Regions from separate parts of the Mus musculus genome. Here region 1 is linked to region 2. A link is a contact called in public Micro-C data. All regions are on one chromosome and are shown on one strand. The core of a region is the stretch at or near the end of the contact, and the rest is flanking DNA. Distances in the headings are between cores, read along the strand shown. Region 1 holds the start of C030037F17Rik (a long non-coding RNA gene). Region 2 overlaps Dlgap2 (DLG associated protein 2).

Evidence for each region. A called contact is a pair of places that touch in the nucleus more often than the background predicts.
Region 1: a Micro-C map of muscle stem cells shows a contact between it and region 2, with 3 times the contacts expected there. The contact joins the promoter of C030037F17Rik here to the enhancer-like site in region 2. A contact is called at or near these places in 2 of 484 Hi-C or Micro-C datasets (cerebral cortex and muscle stem cells), 1 of 115 datasets of contacts at active chromatin or transcription factors (embryonic stem cells) and 2 of 9 other capture datasets (adipose tissue and liver).

What each region holds. Positions count from the first base shown.
Region 1 is chr8:14,763,779-14,768,956 of GRCm38.p6, reverse strand. It overlaps C030037F17Rik (a long non-coding RNA gene), which reads left to right and starts at 2,751. Exons shown (of 3, transcript XR_001778520.2): 1 at 2,751-2,901. The region is part of intron 7 of Dlgap2 (DLG associated protein 2); the gene reads right to left.
Region 2 is chr8:14,727,303-14,732,272 of GRCm38.p6, reverse strand. Dlgap2 (DLG associated protein 2) reads right to left here. Exons shown (of 16, transcript NM_172910.3): 6 at 4,275-4,970. Among named protein-coding and RNA genes, the nearest start is that of C030037F17Rik, 36 kb to the left of the region's middle. Within about 2 kb of position 1,807, at least 35 of the 459 cell types and tissues checked have an H3K27ac peak or open chromatin away from gene starts, as enhancers often do. A contact at or near this core is called in muscle stem cells, where this site is marked.

The sequences.
Region 1 (5,178 bases), core at 1,502-4,001, 36 kb before region 2:
TTGATGACAATGTGCCTGCTGGCACTCCACGCATGACCTCATGTTGACCTTGTGATGCCCCACCGTTTTGCTCCGTGGGGACGTCTCCCACCATGGAGCTCTGTGAATGAATAACTCCATTGTTTTGCTCCCCTTGTGGGGCTGGTGCTGTAGAGTTCATAGAGGGTCTGCACCATGGCTGGAGAGAGATATTCTCTTTCCTCAAAGGACCGCCTCCTCCACTCTGGTGACGACTGGTTTTGAAAACTGGGGTGGCACCTCAGAGTGAGGGCTCAGGCTGTGAATCTGGAGTACAGACCTGGTGGCCAGGGCACCTGGGTGTGTACCTTCCTGGCACGGAGAACTCAGGGACTCAGGCCATGTGCTCTATGCCCACTGCTGTGACATATTCAACAAGTCTTACAACAAGAGTGTCTTGGGCCTATGGGTTCCTGCTCTGACCAAGGACACTATGACAGAGGCCTCCATGGAATGCCAGCAGTGGCTAAAGGGGTGCAAACCCTTTGTAGAACCATCTGTGGAAGCATCAGAGATGGAGCTTGGAACTTGGAACTGGGGTTCCTTTATCTCAGGTGGAGTCTAGGCAAGTGTGGGAAGAGGCATGTCACCCTGGAAAGGAAGCTCGCCACTGAGTCAGCCACCTCCCTTCTGATGACCTTGACCCTAAGCCTAAGCCTATGTCTAACATTAAACCTCAACGACACCTTAGCCTATTCCCTAGCTCTAACACCACCTCTCTCTGCTATCTTTCTCTATTGCTTCATCGCTTCATCTTCCCCTGTGTGCCGTGTCCTCTCCTTATCTCCTGTATTGTCTGTGGCAGTCTATGGCAAGCCCTCCATAGAGAGTCATTTGCCCTGTGTAGGGCAATTCTGTAGAGTGTTCCTGAGCCATGTGTCAGGAACAGTGTAGGATGCTAAAAACTGGAACCATAGCAAGAGTCCCTTGTGGAATTCTTTGAGCATCACACAGGGGATTAGGCTCACTATACCGGAGCAGTGTCACATGCAAAATGAACCATGGTGGCAACCCATGGACATCCTGTTTAATTTGCTTAGAAGGATGTGGGGATAACTTTAGTTATACACTTTAGTGATCCTGGATGTTGACTGAACTGTCTCGGGACACCCTCAGGGAGCTAAGGTAACAAGCCTCATCAGCAAGGAACCTGATATTTGGTTGAAGTTCTGCATGGACATTGGGTCTGAGTTTGAACCTTAGCGTCCATGTAAAAACAGGATGAAGGGTGTGTGCCTACGATACCAGTGCTGGGTTCTGGAGGTGTGCTGGCCAGCCAGTGTAGGCAGTTGGTGAGTTCTAGGTTCAGTGAGAGATGCTGTCTCAAAAAATACAGTGGAGAGCAATTGAGAAAGAACCTGATGTCAACTTCTGGGCCTTCAAATGTACACACACACCAACACACACACACACACACACACCAACACCATATTCACACATGCATACACACAGACACACAGACATACACACACATGCACACAGACACTCTCACACAGACATACACACATACATACACACACATATACACACAGACACATATACACACATACATAGATATACACACACACTCACACAGAGACACATACATATACACACAGACACACAAACTCACAGAGAGACACACACAGACACACACTTGTCCACACATACATCTATCTATGATGGAATATTATTAAGCCATAGTGAAGAATTATATCCTCCAATTTTCAGTAAAAATGGATGATTCTGGAGGACATTATATTTAGTACAATCAAACAGATGGAGAAAGACAAATACCACATGTTCTCCGCCATTCATAGAAGATAAAAAACAAGTTGACTTGGCACTAGGACAGTGTGTGTTAGAGACCAGGAGTGATATTCATTAGCAAGGTAGGTGAGGGAAGCGGGTTGGATCAATGTTACGTGTGCGTATGTGTTGAAATACCACAGTAAACCCTACTGAGTTAGATGGCTGGTACATGCTGACCAAAATAAAGCAATTAGACAACCTTATCCTTTAAGACCTTCAGCTGTATAATGGCTGCCTTATGTAACACATGAGACCAGGACACCTGCTTTCCAGTTCTTTTCAGCTGTTCTCAGATTTCTTTCAATTGGGACCTTGCCTCCTCCTCCTCCCATCCTCCCACCCTCCCTTTCTCTCTCCTTCCCTCCCCATTCTTTTCTTTCTTCATTATGGATACGGTTGGTTGGTAGAGGCTTTGGGTTTTGTTATTTTCTTCTTAAGCATGCTGTTATTTACTGTGTCTGGTGCCTTGAGCTATCTGGGCTTGTGTTATGTAGGCTGTGGGAAGCTCCAAGTATTGTTCAGCAAACACTCACCATATTTCCCATGGGCTTCAACTGAGTCCTAAACTTGGTTCAGGGATATACATTTTTTTCCATAGGAATTGGGGGTCTTCTCCTGTATGGTTCCATTTTTTCTGCACATTTTTCTTGTCACCATGGAAACCTGAATCCCACCCTTTAATATACTAGTCCACTAAGATGCTGGTTTTCTGTTGAAGGACGTCCTTGCTACTTAGGAAAGTATGCAGGTCACACGACTGTAGAGAGCAATGGGAGAATGGGGTTTCTCTCTTCTCTCTGCTTATTTGTTTTGAACTGGTGTGTGTATATATTCCAGAGTTTGTCTTCTGTACATAGGTTAGTTCAACACAAGCCATTATTCTGGAACCTGATCTCTATGTTTTTAAGCTCTGTTGGCATGAGCAACATGTTTGGGCAGCTTTGTGTCAGTCACTGGCTGATTCAGGGAAATCGGTGCCGACTCCTACCATAGCCTGAGATGCTTCGCCTTGTGGTGAAGTTCAGGAATATGCAAAGATTCTACAAGGACTGTTTGTGCCCAGGCTTTGACAACTTGTCACACAAAACTGAGGTAAGCCATTAGTCAAGTATGGTGATAGATACACACACACACACACACACACACACACACACACACTCAGAGAGACGGACAGAGACATACAGAGAGAAACAGAATGAAAGACATACACACACATATACACACACACACAAAGGAGGAGAGACAGAGACACACAGAGAGACAGAGACAGAGAGAGACAGAGAGATAGACAGACAGACAGACAGACACACACACACACACACACACACACACACACACACACACACACAAACCCTATGGATAGCCATGCCACCAGTTCTTGACTCTGTCTGTGTGACTGAGGCCAGCAACATTATCTGTGAGACCACACCTCACAAACTGGCAAACTGTGTATATGAAACCAACTCTAAGCTGACTTCCTTCCCATGCCTACAGCAGTCTTGGCTCTGCTCCTATAAAGGTGGTAAGCCATGTCCATTACCAAGTCCCGAGTCCTGCATGCTCAGACTGTTTTCTTTCTGCTTAGCATCCTGGCAGAGCCCACATGTGTTCCTGAGGACATGTGTGGTGACCAGCTGGTTTCCTAGATGACAAATCTCTGAGGAGGGAGGTGACATCAGGCATTATCTTGTCTTCGGAGGCCCCATGGCTCTGCTGAAAGGCTCCCTTAGAAAACACTGTTGGCTCTAAGACCTTTAGACCTTGTCATGCCTCACCAAAACCGGTCTCACCACTAATGTCTGCTGAGGCTAACTGGAGTAGAAGGCAGAAACTTAATCCTGAGACAGTCATTTCTGAGATGTAAAGATTCAACTTGTGAACAAGTTTCCCAATAATCTGTTTTGTTTTGTTTTGTTTTGTTTTGTTTTGTTTTGTTTTGTTTTTTTCCTAGGAAGGAACAGAACAAAACAGTGTGGTATTATTAAGCTATGTGCTTCGCTCTGTTGAGACTGGATGTGACCTCAGTGGAACCTATACCTAGCTTGACTTGGTAGAAAAGAATGACGTCATTGAGAGGTGACCGCATGGCTGTGTCCCCAGCTACAGGATAGGGTTGAGATTTTTGGCACAATGCTTGTATGATTTCAAGTTAATGTCCTTACACACCTGCAGTGGGTGTTCATGGCTCTATGGTGAATTAGTAACTTAATGGACAGAGACGAGCCAGTAGGCTGTTCTCAGAGCTGAGCGCTGCTGGCCTTAACCCACTGGTGTTCCTTTCTCTGAGATTGCGTGCTTCATTTCCCCTTAAATGGCCATGTCACGTCCTGGGTCATGGGTTTGTAGATGGAGTAGCCCTGAAATGACTCAGGCATAAAAAAAAAGTCTCAAGTCACCTTTTCAACAGTTCACCCTCGGGTGGCACCCTGGGGCAAATGAGGCCACACCCTATGTCTATATTAAAGCACCTAGTGTGTGCAGTCTCCACAGGCTGTCACTCTTGTGAATTCAGCTCTCTTCACCTATTGCTGAAGCTGTGAGAAGAAGACACTCAGGGGGGACAGAAGCTGCCTGGGAGTTGGAAGAGCATCTGAAGGGCCACACAAAGCTCTGCTAGAATGTGCTTTTTACCACCTGTCCTTCAAAGGTTCCAGAGGAGGAATGCCGGGGTGAGGTCAGAGCATTAGGGCAAATCTTGAGCTGATTCTGAAGACGTCATAGTTACACATGGCTTACTCCTCTAAGGGTGCAGTGTCCGGGTCAGCAGATTGAAGTGACATTGACCCTTTTCCACGGTGGAGACTATGGGACCTCTGGATTATAGGCTGATGGGCTAGCTCTGACTGGCTCTGTCACTTTGGCTTTTGTAGATAGAAGTGGCGGCACCATACCATCTTGTGACAAGTACCAAGGACAAGTAGGAAAGCCACACCTCCCTGCAGCAGCTTTCTCCAGTAGCTCTGCTGTCACCACAGACCCGCCACAAACACACCCACTTGCCTACCATCTTGTTTCCAGAGAGGGGACATGGAAGGCTACAGCGTGCTCCCAAACTCCTCCTTAAGGAGACACTACAGGTGGTTTACAGACCAGACCACATTTGAGGAACTCGCTCTACTTAGACAGAGGGTCAGGAAGCCTCTTAAGGACTGTTCAGAAATCAAGATTTTTTTTTTAAGTCATTTCATTTACAAAGCATAACAAATGTGTGGAGTCTATTTTCTAGTGTTGGGAGGTGAATTTTTTTCTGCGTTTAGAGGAAACAATAATTCACTCAAGACATTTCCCCTGATAGCAAAGCCACAGTTCCTGGAGATTATGCAGCTCTGGGACGGTTCAAAGAGCATCCATGGCACCTGCAGAGAGGAG
Region 2 (4,970 bases), core at 558-3,057:
GGGCCAAAATTCCCCTTCGGTTCTATTTACTGGGTTTTGACCTACTTACAAACACGGATCTTCCCAGAGTGTTAACTACAGACTCCGAGTAGAGCAGTCCGAAGGTGGACATGGAGTGTTGTGCTCTCGTTCAACTGCAAATCGCTAATTTGGGGTAGAAAAAAACCAACCAAACAAAACAAAACAAAAAAACCAAACCAAACCAAACCAAACCCAAACAAAACCTACTGCCCCCAGGCACTGAGTTCTTGTTCTCTTAGATCACATCCTTACAAAGCACCGCAGGCACACGCCTTTAGTTTTTCATCAATTCCCAATGCTAGTTGTGAAATAAAGTCCTGGCTTGTGTCAGCCAGGACCTTTCCACTGGAAAGTTTAGCACCACCAGCGTGAGGGGACAACCCTATGAGGACATCTTTGAATGCACCCCGGACATCAATTCAGCTGGGTCTGGGGACAAACGCTGCCTGAGGAGGCGTGTGTATTTCATAAATCTTCCCACAAGTGGTAGTGAGACAGCTAGAGGACGCCAGGGAAGAGAGGAGGAAGGACTTTGTTCAGAGGTGAAAGCGGACGGAGAATGGTGTATAGCGGAAAGATCTTTGGGGATAAGCTATTTCTTTGTGGGGGAGGGGAGGGTCCTTGTGAAAGCCATAACTTCCTTTCAGGGTCCCCAAACCTCCCACCCTATAGGTTTAATGTTTGGAGCATGCTGTTCATGTGAAGAGTGGGAGGGGAGCTAGGTCTGTGCCCCCTGCAGCTGCCATGCTTAGCAAAGCGCAGCCCCCTGGCTACCATTAGCCACAGAAGGACTGATGGAGTGGACAGAAGACCTAAGGCAGTTGGGGCTTGTAGGTGGTCACCCAGGCTCTGGGGATCTGAACTCTGGTCCTCATATTTCTGTGGCAAGTACTTTGCCCGCTGAGCACATCTTCATGGCCCTGTAGTATGTCCTTTTCATAGATGGATTATGGAATCACTACAGCTCCCATGATATGGTTTGTGGGACCCCTTCCACCTAACCTGGTAGGGAAGGGACAAGGTGTAGACAGAGTAAAACCACCAGAAAGTCACGGATTTTTAAAGTGGGTGTCAGGTAAAAGATGATGTTACACTCCACCTTTGGGGACTGTTGCTATTTTCCATAAACGGTAGCACTGAGAACAGGGTGACTGGAAGGCAGAGAAGGGAATGTGCAAATCGGGGTTGGTAGCCTCTGGGCCAGCACTGAGCATGTGCAGAGCAGGGATGGTAGCCTCTGGGCTGTGGGCTGATGCTGAACAGTTGAGGGTAAAGCGCAGAGCAGAGAGCTCAGGACTGGAGTGAGGAGGACACAGGGTGAAAAGCCCATTACAACACTGCCCAGTGCTCAGGAAATGCTGCACTGGAAATTTCCCAGGCACAAAGGAAAAAAAAGAAAAAACAAAAAAAACCAAAATAAAAAAAAAAAAAAAAGACAAGCTTTTTGCTACTCTGTGATAGGACCAGAGCGAGCCCCGGTTTTACTCACAGTGTACCTTTAGATAAGCAGAGAGAACATTTTACATTTGGACATCATTAAGGTTTGCCAACTACAAGCAAAATTTAAACCTTTTCTACTGCTGTAAAAATAATACTTTATCTAACTACCAATTTGTCTCTTTGAATAAATCTGTCTATACAAGCAATTTGGTGAGCATCTCCTTTCAAAACAGAACCAGTGAGCCTTGGACGACATACCAGGAAGAATTGGCACTGCTGGATGCCTCTGCCACCTGACTCCCAGAAAGATTCACAGTTGTTCATCTGTTTCGTTAATTGGCCACTTGGTGACTCAGCCAGTGTTTAGAGCCATTACTCAGTATCTAAGAGGGCGACACTCAGCCAGTGCATGGCCAGGCCAAGCTCTGCTTCTTACAGGATGCAGATTTGGGGTTTGTGAATTAGACACATACTATGAATCCTTCAGGAAACCTGAAGTGTTTAGGTTGTGGTGAAGGTGCTGCTGGCTGGCAGTAGCTGCAGAGGCTTCCTCAGGAGTGGTGGTGTCTTCTGAGGCTGAGGCCTCCCCTGTCATTCTTGGTGAGAGAGTCATGAGGAGTCAGAGAGGAGATTTATATAAAACGCAGAGCAGCACAGGATCCTGTGAGCAATGTCTGTAATGTGTTTTTGCCTTGGTGAATCCGTCTTATCCACATCCTGGAGAAGAGGCACCCTTACCACTGACAAAACTCCCTGTCATCACTAGGTGCCACATGGCTTAGGGATGCTGTTGCCACATGAGAGAAGTGAACTCATGTGAATGGCAGGTCACAGACACAAGCATCTATGTGTTCAGGGCACTTGTGTTGCTGTGCTACATCCCTGGCACTGAGGGATGGGTGGTCACATTGGAGCGGTGTTTCAAAGGTCAGCCCAAAGGAACCCACGCCCATCTCCCATCAGTCGTATTGTGTCTCTGTTCACAGAAGCCAACACAGGGAGTGAACCTGATGTGCATCAGTGAGTGACTGGCTAAGAGAAGGGATGTACACACAGCATGAGATGCTGTACACACACATGGGGTGCTGTACACACATAGCATGGGATGCTGTACACACATAGCATGGGGTGCTGTACACACACATGGGATGCTGTACACACATAGCATGGGATGCTGTACACACATAGCATGGGGTGCTGTACACACATAGCATGGGGTGCTGTACACACATAGCATGGGATGCTGTACACACATAGCATGGGATGCTGTACACACATAGCATGGGGTGCTGTACACACATAGCATGGGATGCTGTACACACATAACATGGGGTGCTGTACACACACAGCAGGAGATGCCATGCACATAGCATGAGATGCTGTACACACACATGGGGTGCTGTACGCACATAGCATGGGGTGCTGTACACACATAGCATGGGGTGCTGTACACACATAGCATGGGGTGCTGTACACACATAGCATGGGATGCTGTACACACATAGCATGGGGTGCTGTACACACATAGCATCAGATGCTGTACACACACATGGGATGCTGTACGCACATAGCATGGGATGCTGTACACACATAGCATGGGATGCTGTACACACATAGCATGGGATGCTGTACACACATAGCATGGGATGCTGTACACACATAGCATGGGATGCTGTACACACATAGTATGGGGTGCTGTACACACACAGCAGGAGATGCCATGCACATAGCATGAGATGCTGTACACACACATGGGGTGCTGTACACACATAGCATGGGATGCTCTACACACACAGCAGGAGATGCCATGCACATAGCATGGGGTGCTGTACACACAGCATGGGGTGCTGTTTAAGCTGAGAGATGGGGTGAAGAGGAATCACTGCCACTTACAATAGGGACAAACCTGGAGCACAGTGCGCTCAGTGAAACAAACTAGACTCCAAAAGACAAACTCTAAACAGTTTCCCTCACGTGGAAGCTCGAGAGCTGGGGTCCACAGAAGCAGCGTAGGGGCGGGAAGAGGGTGTGTGTGGTGGTGTTAGAAGGATGCTTGATTTTACTTATACAGGAAGAGGTCATCTGAGATCCATTACATAGCAGGATGGTTACAGTTAATCTTAGATTATATGCTTAGGAGTTGCAGGAGAATCAACAGGAATATGGGAGTGAATGGGACCAAAATATTATGTACACATATGAAAATGAGGCCCACTACTATGTATAATGTATAATATTATGCTAATAATAAAAACTTAAAAATTATGGTAGGTTTAGCCAGGCCTGGTGGGACACACTTATAATCCCATGCAGGCCAAGGCAGGAGGATTGCTGTGAGTTCAAGACCAGCATGGTTTACACACTAGGTTCAAGGCTAGCTTGCATCACAATGTGAGATTTTTATCTCTGAAAGCAACCAAAAATTTTTAGCAGGGTAATTGCCAGTTATAAGAATTTCTAATTCCAAACTAATAGAAAAAAAATCCAAGGGCTGTAAAGTTCCCATACAAGTGACTGACGTTGAGGATTATCATGCTCAGAGTGTATATACCAAACAACCGGACTTCACAAAAAAAGACGTAACAATATTATATCTCAGCAATTAAATTCTCAAGACGGTGGGCTTGGGGAGTTCTAGCTACAACACAGGTCTATGGAGCAAGCATCCTGGACTGCTTCTGAATCCTAAAAGTGCCTTCAAGCTTCACTTTGTATGCTATATATGCTATACATTTATGCAGTCCTTCCACCAAATTCAAACGACAGCAAAGGGTACAACCTTCCGCACAAGGACACAGTTACCTGAGCCTTACCTGGAGGTAGTGGCATGGCCGCAGGGAAGGCTTGATCTCTGGGTGGACCAGGGGCTTGTCCAAGTTCAGGGAGCTCTTGCGGTAGGCCTCCTTAGCCTGGCTCACCGTGAGCGTGGACCAGGAGCTACGTTTCATGTACCTGGTGTCTGGCGTGAGGGCCAAGCCTTCACAGGCTGAGCACTTAACATCGTTGTTGCTTTTGGAAGTCTTTAGTGAGAGGTCCCCAAATGGGCTCTGCAGCGCCTCAGGGTAGCAGTGGGGAATGTGGTCCATGTGGTGGCGGTGCGCCACGCTGGGTGTCCGGTATGTGCTGTCACTGTCCAGGTTGTCGTCAGAACTCCACCAGCTGCTCATACCAGACTTGTGCTTGCTCTCTGGCTTCCGCTCCTTGCTTTTACTCCTTTTGCTGTGTTTGGAAAGGTGACTCTGGTGGTGGTCATCCACACGACTGTCACTCTTGGTCCCATTGATGTTGCTCTTGGACGATCCCTCCAAAGAATGAGACTTGGTGAAAAGTTTCTGAACGGAGTGGACCAAATGCCGGATTCTGCCTGGACTCTCATTCCGCTGTTCCGTGGCAGCCGAGGCCCTCTGGTACTGCAGTGTGTGGAAACCATCCCGGTGCAGGGGGAGCTGTTTCTCAAACTGGTCTAAGAGGTTGGCGGGGATGCGGTTTACCTTTGTACTTGTGTGGGA